2 separate regions of the Mus musculus genome follow, and region 1 is linked to region 2. Evidence: chromatin contacts called from public Hi-C data. All regions are on one chromosome and are shown on one strand. The core of a region is the stretch at or near the end of the contact, and the rest is flanking DNA. Distances in the headings are between cores, read along the strand shown.

Evidence for each region. Hi-C and Micro-C count contacts between places; a contact is called where the count stands out from the background.
Region 1: a contact with region 2 is called in a Hi-C map of CD4 T cells, with 4 times the contacts expected there. The contact joins the promoter of Taf1d here to the promoter of Dync2h1 in region 2. A contact is called at or near these places in 3 of 39 promoter capture datasets (cranial neural crest, hippocampal neurons and second pharyngeal arch cranial neural crest), 2 of 484 Hi-C or Micro-C datasets (CD4 T cells and cortical neurons) and 1 of 9 other capture datasets (adipose tissue).

The regions. Positions count from the first base shown.
Region 1 is chr9:15,304,358-15,308,914 of GRCm38.p6, reverse strand. Taf1d (TATA-box binding protein associated factor, RNA polymerase I, D) reads right to left here and starts at 2,701. Exons shown (of 7, transcript NM_029248.2): 1 at 2,632-2,701; 2 at 1,094-1,187; 3 at 1-390. The coding sequence starts at 1,161. It overlaps 4931406C07Rik (RIKEN cDNA 4931406C07 gene), which reads left to right and starts at 2,748. Exons shown (of 9, transcript NM_001199485.1): 1 at 2,748-2,878.
Region 2 is chr9:7,175,125-7,179,948 of GRCm38.p6, reverse strand. It overlaps Dync2h1 (dynein cytoplasmic 2 heavy chain 1), which reads left to right and starts at 2,891. Exons shown (of 89, transcript NM_029851.3): 1 at 2,891-3,186; 2 at 4,537-4,707. The coding sequence starts at 2,992. It also overlaps a transcript of Dcun1d5 not described here.

The DNA of each region.
Region 1 (4,557 bases), core at 1,452-3,951, 8.1 Mb before region 2:
TCATATGTTAAAATTTTCTTCCAAGGTAAAGGTTTTCTTCCACTCTCAGATTCTAAGAATGGAAACACAGCTCCTTTGTCTTTAATTTGTTTTGCATCTATTTGCGACCTTCTAGTGATCCTCGTTCCCGATGGTTTTCCTCTTGGTCTTCCTCTTGGTCTTAATTTTGGCTCATATTTTCTCTTTTTCCTCTTTTTCCGTTTCTTTTTTTTAAATCTTTCAAAAATAGCCTTTAAAGTCAGAGGCCTTGGTTCTATAGAAGAGTCACTTGATGAATCTGTTTCAACACTTGCAGGTAAAGTAACACGTTTCACAGTAGGGTGTCTTTGCTTTTGTATAGGTGAAGGAGCACACTGAGTTTTAAATAAGCTGCCATCAGAGGAGTCATCACTAAAACAAAAATGAAACTGCATCAGTTATCATTAGCTATAATCCTCCCCGAGTTTCAAGGCCATGCTCCCAATCATGCATTCCTTCAGTTCACAGCTCCAACAGCCTTTACTGCCCTTAGAACACCAGACAAAAGCATGACAAACCTAAAAACCATGTTAAAATTTCAAAGTGCATTTCTTCAAAGATCAACCCCCTAAAATCATACCCAGCATTTTAGAATAGATTCAGTACCAGTTAACCACTAGTACTTACTATTATATCTAAAACAAGACAGTTGGTTAAAATGTTCAGTTTTAACTTTCAAAAGCACCACTTAATCACTAAAGCTTCCACTATCTACCTACTAAACAAAAATGGGCCAATAAAACCAGAACTAGCCCCCCAAATGTAGTTTTCTTGGAAAAAATAAACTATGTTCCATTCCTACATGTTCAGGTTGGTAGAATTATACAGTTTTAATCAAACTGTCAAGCTAATATAAATGCTAATTGAGGTTCTCTCTATCTATTTTAAGTACAAGCATTACAAATAACTTGCTGGAGTGCAGGGTGTGGTAACATGCCTTTAATCCCAACTCTTGAGAGGTAGATGGGCAGGATTACCTGGGTGAGGGCAGCCATGGCTCTATCTACTGAGATGTCTCAAAAATAAATTGAACATTTGGACTGAATCTCTAGTTTACCCACAAAAGCTACCTTACCTTTGGTCTCCAGTATCTCCAGCTCTATCCGATGCCACACAGACAGAATTCACTTCTGATTGAGCCATCACTTTTCGCGGCCTTTCCCAATTTTCTGCAATCACAGATTTCAATGATGTACCAGCAGTCTAAGTTCAGCATACTCCTTCCCACTGTGTGAATTTCTGTAAAATCCCTATGGATAGTACATTTTATATCTACTTTAAAGCCTCTGAGTGGGCTTGTTTCCAGTATCCACATCGGGTTGCTCACAATCTCCTGTTAACTCCAGCTCCCTGTTAGTGATCTTTTGTCTTCCAGAGTACCCTCACACATATGGCATAGTTTTCTTTAAATATGTGAGTGAAAACAAGAAGCCACATTCCAATGCAGTTTGTTTTCTCACTAAATCTACCCCCAAAACCCGACATGGCTTTAACCACCACCTAGCCTCACAGTAGCATTTCTAATTCCAATCTGGGCTGCGAACTCGACACTGAAACAGAGTTCGGGTAGTTGGGATATGGCGATAGTGGCTCAAAAATCACTACTGATCAAATGGTCACAGGCCTGTAATCCTAACAACGTGTAAAAGAACCTTTAGATTATGGCTGAGACGATAGCCTAGCAGTTAAGTATACTGTCAATGGCCGGGCGTGGTGGCGCACGCCTTTAATCCCAGCACTCGGGAGGCAGAGGCAGGATTTCTGAGTTCGAGGCCAGCCTGGTCTAAAAAGTGAGTTCCTGGACAGCCAGGGCTATAAAGAGAAACCCTGTCTCGAAACCTCCCCCCCCAAAAAAGAAATGAATAGAATACTGTCAATGGACTAAGATGAGACTCCCAGAACTCACATGCCAGCCTAAAAATAGCTGTAAGCAGTCCTAAGAGATTCGATGTCCTCTTCTGGGCTCTGTGAGCACTGCGTGCACGTGGTGTAGAAATATTAGGCAGGCAAAACGGCCATATGTACTAAAGGAGAAAAGACTACAGTTTTCCTAGGCTACACAAAATCCTAGAACTAAAAATAATCACAACTTTCGAGGATAAGAAAAACAGGGTGACTACGACCTTAGATTGCAAAATGCCCGCTACATGAATTGCTTTTTTAAATTAACCCACCAAAACTGAAATTTAAGGTTGACCCGGTCGCCCCAACGATATGCCTGTGAGTAAATCAAAGATAATTCCTAGGAATCACTCCCACCTGTACGCTACTTTACAGTTCCGAGACTACAAGCTTTGGAGGCCACGTGGTGAGCTGCGTCGACTATGCGCCGTGGGCCCGCTGCAAGACCCTTTCGGAACGTAACCTAAGAGATGTGCGCAGGCAGCACGCGACCCCTTACACGGCACTAAAAACGCCCTCCAGGCCCAGAACACCTCGGCCTCTCCCAACAGCGACCCGGAGCCTCGTGCGGCCTGCGGATGGCGGGATTCCGGCCCGCTGCTCTGGCCCTACAAGAGCGCCGTTTCCGCGCGGACCGCAGCCCAAAGAACCCCGCCCTGCGGCCCCGTCGCCCGCAGCAGACCTGAGCGGCCACAGTGAACAACCGCTTACCTCTTCCGCCGCGTCGAAAAGAGCGCTCCCGGCGCCCAGCAGCCGGACTAGGACAAGGACGAAATCTCGCGTGAGTACACGTTGGTGGGCGTGGCTGTGCGTGTGGTGGGCGGGCCTCCGGGAGGGGCGGTACCCCGGCTCTCCCTTGGCCTAGAGCTATCAGAAAAGACTGGCAGGAGACTAAACCTGTGTTCGAACCTGAGTGGAAAGAAGGCCTTCCTGCAAGTGGGAGGACACTGCGGGCCAGGTGAGCGTCGATTTGTTGTGGTGACTGAGCCCGCAGTGTGCCAAGCTCTCTGTCAGACTAAGGGTGGCATGTGTTATGGATTTCTGTACTGTCCCTGTGTCCTCACTTGCCTCCTACTTTTTTTTTTTTTTTTTTTTGGTTTTCGAGACAGGGCTTCTCTGTGTAGCCCTGGCTGTCCTGGAAGGCACTTTGTAGACCCGGCTGGCCTCGAACTCAGAAATCCACCTGCCTCTGCCTCCCGAGTGCTGGGATTAAAGGCGTGCGCCACCACGCCCGGCACCTTCTACTTTTTGACCCCTGCACACACTGTCCAACAGTCTGTGGAATCCTGCAGCATTGACTCTGGCTTTGCACCCATGCAGGTCCACTAGGACTAAGTTGTAAGGGAACATTACAAACACCTTATTGAGTGCGTGACAAGATCTGTGGTGAGAGGGCAGATATTACTATCCCTTGAGTTCTCATAGACAAACACATTTCAAATGTAAAGTTGTTGGCCTAGAGATATAACTGGATTATAGAGAGCTTGCCTAGTGTACATGGCACCACGGAGAAAAAAAAATAAAAACAAAAAAAGCAAACAAAGACCTGTGTGTGTGGTTAGATCAGTATGAATATAGGGTCCTATGTGACTGAATGAACTATTTGCAAAGCTGTAAAGCCAGCCTTGTGCTTGAACCCTACTAGTCTAGTATATCGTAAAAGTGTGGTATATCATAAGTACCTAATAATTAGCAATATATTGTGTGCAATATATTTGGAAGAGAGAAGTCCCCTCTAGGTGGAAGATGGGCACTTCTCCTGGTGCTGCAGGATTATTCTGAAGTCTTCCTGGTGTCAGCCAAAGGGGCCATTTCTTCACTGCTGATTCAGCTTAGGGTGGGGTGCATTCTGGATTTACAGACCTGCCTTTGAGTTTGTTGTTGTTGCTGCTGTTGTTTGACACATGTCTCTTTATGTAGCCCTGACGATCCTGGAACTTGATTTGTAAACCAGGCTGGCTTTAACCTCACAGAGAACCTCTTGCCTTTACAGCCCTCTGCCTCCAGTGCTGGAGCTAAACATGTGCACCACCATGCCTGGCTTGAACCTGCTTTTGAATCCTGTTTCTGCCATGTAACAACTGAATGATCTTGAATAAATTTTGTTTCCTTTTCTGTACAGTAAGAAGTACAATATGTCTGTCATGGATTTGAGAATTTTGAGGGACTTTAAAGGGCCTGACAATTTCTGAATACAGGATGGCCTTAATCATGACACTCAGCATGATTGTCACCGTTAGCCTGTTGCTTTCCGTGTCGTTTCTCCCCCTGCACGTTTCTCTACCCTGTGTCTGAGCCATTGGCTCCCACCACTTACATCAGGAAAGTAAATATCTGCCTTCATCTGGCTGGAAGCTGTGCTGGAGCAGCTCTGACTATCGATGGAAACCATTCCCTTTGGCTCCTAATTCCAACTCCAACCTCTGCACACACGTGTTCTCCCCTGCCGTCATCTACACAAACGTACATTTCTAAACCAGTTATTCGGTCTGGAGAGTCCCATGGTTAGACTTTGTCTCTATTTTGGTAGGAATATAAAACAAACTGATTTTCTTTTAAGAAAGTAGAAAGTATAAAATTAGGGATATTGCTGGGCGGTGGTAGCACATGCCTTTAATCCCAGTACTCTGTGAGTTC
Region 2 (4,824 bases), core at 1,642-4,141:
TGAGTTAGTGAATGGCTTAGGCAAAAGGCATTGTGCTGGGTGGACATGCTGGCTGGATAAGCAGCAGGAGGTTATACCAGAGCAGCAAAGCAGCTCAAAGTTGAGTAGCTTAAGAAAACACATTTCTTGTTCCCATGACTGTCAAAGGACTTCTGGGGGCTGTACTCTTTCCTTTCAGAGCAGCTACTGTCTGGAATATCAGTAGTTCCTGCCTGTGGCAGAAGAACAGAGGACTTCATTTGCCCACTCCATGAAGACCTTTCCTCTTTATTCTGAAAGACATCAGGTGTAGCAGTTATTAGGCTATCTCATATGTGCTATAGCTTCCCTCATTTCATAAACAAAGTGTGATTACTTGTCCATTTACAGGTGGACATGGTCATTGCCTGGTCAATAAAACATGGGAAAGAGGTATGTAGACCTGTAGGGTGGCATGGTCAGTTTTTTTTTTTTTCTTTTTAAATTATCTTTTTTGCTATTTTGCTTCTCATTTTGAGACAAAGTCTCACTCTGCAAGTTACTCTGAAACTTAATGTATAACCTAGGCCAGCCTCAAACTCAGTGATTCTCCCAATTAACCCTCCTAAGTACTAATATTACTGCAGTGAGCCACCACAGCCAGCTCAATAAAAACATGGAGTCTTAGGATCATCCTGTACCTAGTGGCCTGCCCATTCAATGGCTGGAACCCCATCTCACATTTCCTTGATTCCTTTTGAGCATTTTCATTTATTTACTTTTGTAATTGAGAACAGTTGAACTTCCTCTTTTCCTACTCTCAGATCTTAAGGTTCACAGAGACAGAAGGGCTGTTTTTCCAATTCTGAAAGACCGTAGTTTAGGAGACACTGGTTATTGAGTGCAAATTTAAAAACAAAACGACATACACAAAATCCAAAACAACAAAAAGCCCCAAACTAATTTAAAAAAAATATATTTTAGAATGGCAGTTTAAATCAGTGCGTACAGATGAAAGGCTAAACCTGATACTTGATTGTGTGCAGTGAAAAAACTAGAGTTGAGCATCAGAAGGAAAGATGCACGGATAGAAGTGCTCTCAGCACGTCCAATCCATGAGTGCAGAAATCAGCCTGCAGGCTCCAGAAATCCTACTTTGGGTGCGCACTCAGCGGGAAGTGATTGCAAGAGACGGAGTTGAGTCTGATGGATTTTGGGAGTAACGATCAGTTTAGTAGTTTCCAATGAGGCAAATGATGAAGCCTCTTGTCCTCATCTGTGATTTTTCTCAGTGTCTCTAGTTAGTATTAAACTAATCCATCATTTTGTTTATTTTGGCTATTTAGAAATTTGCAGAGGCTGGAGAGATGACTCAGCAGTTAAGACCACTGGCTGCTTTTCCAGACAACCCAGATTCGATTCCCAGCACCCACATGACATCTCACACATGTCCATAATTACAGTTTTAGGGGATCTGGCAAAATACCAATGCACATGAAATATTATAAATAAGTCATTAAAACATTACTGTGGTAGGGTAATTGTGGCAGACAACCACAAGTAATAGTTTAGCATCCCTGCATTTGGATTGCATTATAAATCTTCATCCCTTATCCCCCCAATAACAAACTTGACAGCTCATCTCCTTTACCTGCATGCACACTCCCCAGTCTATAATGCTTCTAGCAACCTCAATCCTGCATCTGGCTACACATACACTGCTCTCTGGATAAAGGTAAACTTGTGCACTTCTAAAATATCATACAGGCAGTTTCCATTCAAATAGACTCCCAATATATCCAGGTACAAAGAATAGAGGGCCTAACTAGCCTGAACTGGCTTTGGTATGCTCTGTTAATGTCTAGGAACAATCTCCTATTTACATTCCTATGCCTATGCCATTGGGCATGCATATGATTAGAATTTGATGCCTTGTGGGAAGGGACATGCCTTGGAAAATAACGATGCCTGAATATATTAATCAAAAATAGAAATGAAGCCAAAACATGAACCTTAATAAACAAAGTTCTTCTACTAAACCCCATACAGAGAAGCCCTAAAGAACGATCTCTGTGTGTGATCAGAGTTGTGGCCCAATCGGCAGTCTTAACAGTGTTATCAGTCTCTTACTTGGCTGCTTTGTGGACCTTTCTTTGGGCATCCTTATTTTAACTTCTTTGGATAAAAGACCAAGAACCTAGAAACACCTGACAAATAGTAACATATGACTTAAAGTTTTACTAAAATTACTAAAACCAACAAAGACAAACCCAACGGTAGTAAGTTAAGCGACCCTGGAAGGAGCAGATAGCTTGAAAGAATAAAGAAATACAGAACTTTCTAACAAGTTGTTTGCTTCCTTGTTTTGATTTATTTACTTTATATGTATTTATTTTATGTGTATGTGTTTTGCCTGCTTGTATGTATGGGCAAAGTTCAGAAGAGGGCGGAGCGTCATCCCCTCCCCTAAGTGGGGATAGGAAAGCTTAGACACCTCATGTATGCGGGGAACTAAAAAGAGCAAAAAGTGCTCTTAATCGCTGATGTACCTCTCCAGCTCCACTGACTGTGACACTGGGTGTCCTTATGTACCCAAGGCTGCCCTCTAACTCTCAGGATTCTAATGTTTCAGCATCCTGGATACTCTGGCTACCGTCGTAGACCATCATGCTTGGATAAATGGTGATTTTTAAATAGTAATAATCTCTTTTAAAGGCTTACTGCAACTTTGTTGTAAACTCCTAACTCCCCATTTCACAGATGTCGACCCTGATACTTGATTGTGGTTTGCACGAGAAGTGGAAACAGGAGAGCTCAGCATCAGAATGGAAGATGTAGGGATAGAAGGAGCTCGCAGCACATCCAATCGATGAGTGCAGGAATCCTCAGCCTACCTTGCAGGCCTCAGATGTCCTACTTCCGGTGCGCGCTCAGTAGGCGTGAAGCGGTCGCCATAGCGACGGAGCTTGGCAACTGCTGAGTGTAGTGGTGAAGGCACTGAACCTCTCCAGGTCCCTTTCTGTCTCCGCGGCCATGGCGGGAAGCCTCGGAGATGTCCGCAAACTCTTTCTTTTTACGACCACCCAGAATTACTTCGGGCTGAGACCGGAGCTCTGGGATCAGCCTCCGTTGAGCAACTGCCCGGAGGTGAACAACTTCTTGGACGACGGGAACCAGATGCTACTTCGGGTGCAGCGGTCCGAAGCTGGGCTGGCCTTTTCCAACACGGTAAGGCGATGGCGCGGCCTCCCCTGTCCCTCGTGCCCAGGTCGGGCCTCGGCTCCCTTCCCTCAGGTCCCAGGTCCTCATGCTAGGCAAGCCTTGCCCAGGAGCCCTGGGGCTCAAGTTGTTCCTGCCTTCGTATAGTAGGAGTTTCCCTGTCCACACATCCAAATAGGAACGAGCCGTAGGCACCTCAGCTCTTTCTTTTCAGACAGCCTGGTTCTTCCAGGCTGGCCTCCCAATTCTGAGCCTTTAGCAATTTGACTGCATAACTGTTTAAGACATCTGTATTCTCAGCTTCCTTTGAACTGGAGCGTGGCCAGTGTAGTGTGAACACAACTAATATGTTACATAACTGAGTGTACTTATGTTTTCAAACTTGATAAACGCTAGTCCTTGAATTTCACATAATTTTCATCCTCGTCAAAGATGACAATTTTACAGTAAAATGTCTGCCTCTTTCCTGTGACAAATTATTTTAAAAATTAGGATAAAAGTGCCATAAAACGTCTCTAAAGAGAGTAAGGTTTATAAGTCTTTAATTTATTGGCTTTCTGGAAAAAGGAAAAAGGAAAAAAATCTGTTGAGCGTTATACTTTTTGGTTAATAAATTGATTACTATAAATTGACATCTTTAGTATTGATTTAGTACATTCCCGTGAAGTCAGTTTATTTCACCTTTTGGTTATTTATTTACGTTTGATACAGTCTAGCTTCCTAGTCCAGATTGTTATTGACCATGTCATCCTTTGGTCTGATCCTCCCCAGTGCTGAGAAAACAGCCATGCACAGCAAACCCAGCTTGTGTACCATTTCTAATACTAAGTTGATGTTCAAACTCTACAATTTTGGCTACAGTAAAGATAATCTTAGGAGATAGACTCATTCATTTTGGCAGTTTTAAATGCATGTGCAAATTTAAAGGCACCTTTAAAAAATTTAAAATGCCCCCCTGTAGGTGACAAGGTATGTATGTATGTATGTATGTATGTCTATACATGCATACACACTTTGGGGCAGTAGGGAAGTACACATGTATGAGGGGGCTTCAGTCTTAATCTGCAGGATTACTGAGTCGGATTCAGTAGGAAAGTTAGCTGGGAGTGTCAGCAATACATAGGGTTTTATGCCCACAAATATTTACTAGTGTAGCTTTATGATAATCATATATTAAGCAGGAATTAGTTTTTAGCCAGGCAGTCACTGAGAATCAGAAGTGGATGGTTTGAATATATTGCCTTTAACTATTTTCATCCAAGCAGGTAGTGATTCGACAGCATGTCAAATATAACATCTCTTTCTTTCAAATTCTTAGTTTTATGAAGAAGACATAGCATCTTTTGTTTATCACTTTAGATTGATTTTGATGACGCAAAAGACAAAGTGCTGGTGTTTTTCAAGCTCCGACCAGAAGTAATTACAGATGGCAATCTGCATAACAACATTCTGGTTTCTTCTATGCTGGAATCACCTATCAACTCCCTTTACCAAGCAGTACGACAGGTGTTTGCACCCATGTTGCTGAAGGTGGGTGCGGTGCTTGTGGATTTATATGGGTATTTGGTCGATAAGGAAACAGATATACGTATTATTGTATTTACTCTTTAATCCATTTTAGTTCATTTATTGAAAAAATTTATGGTG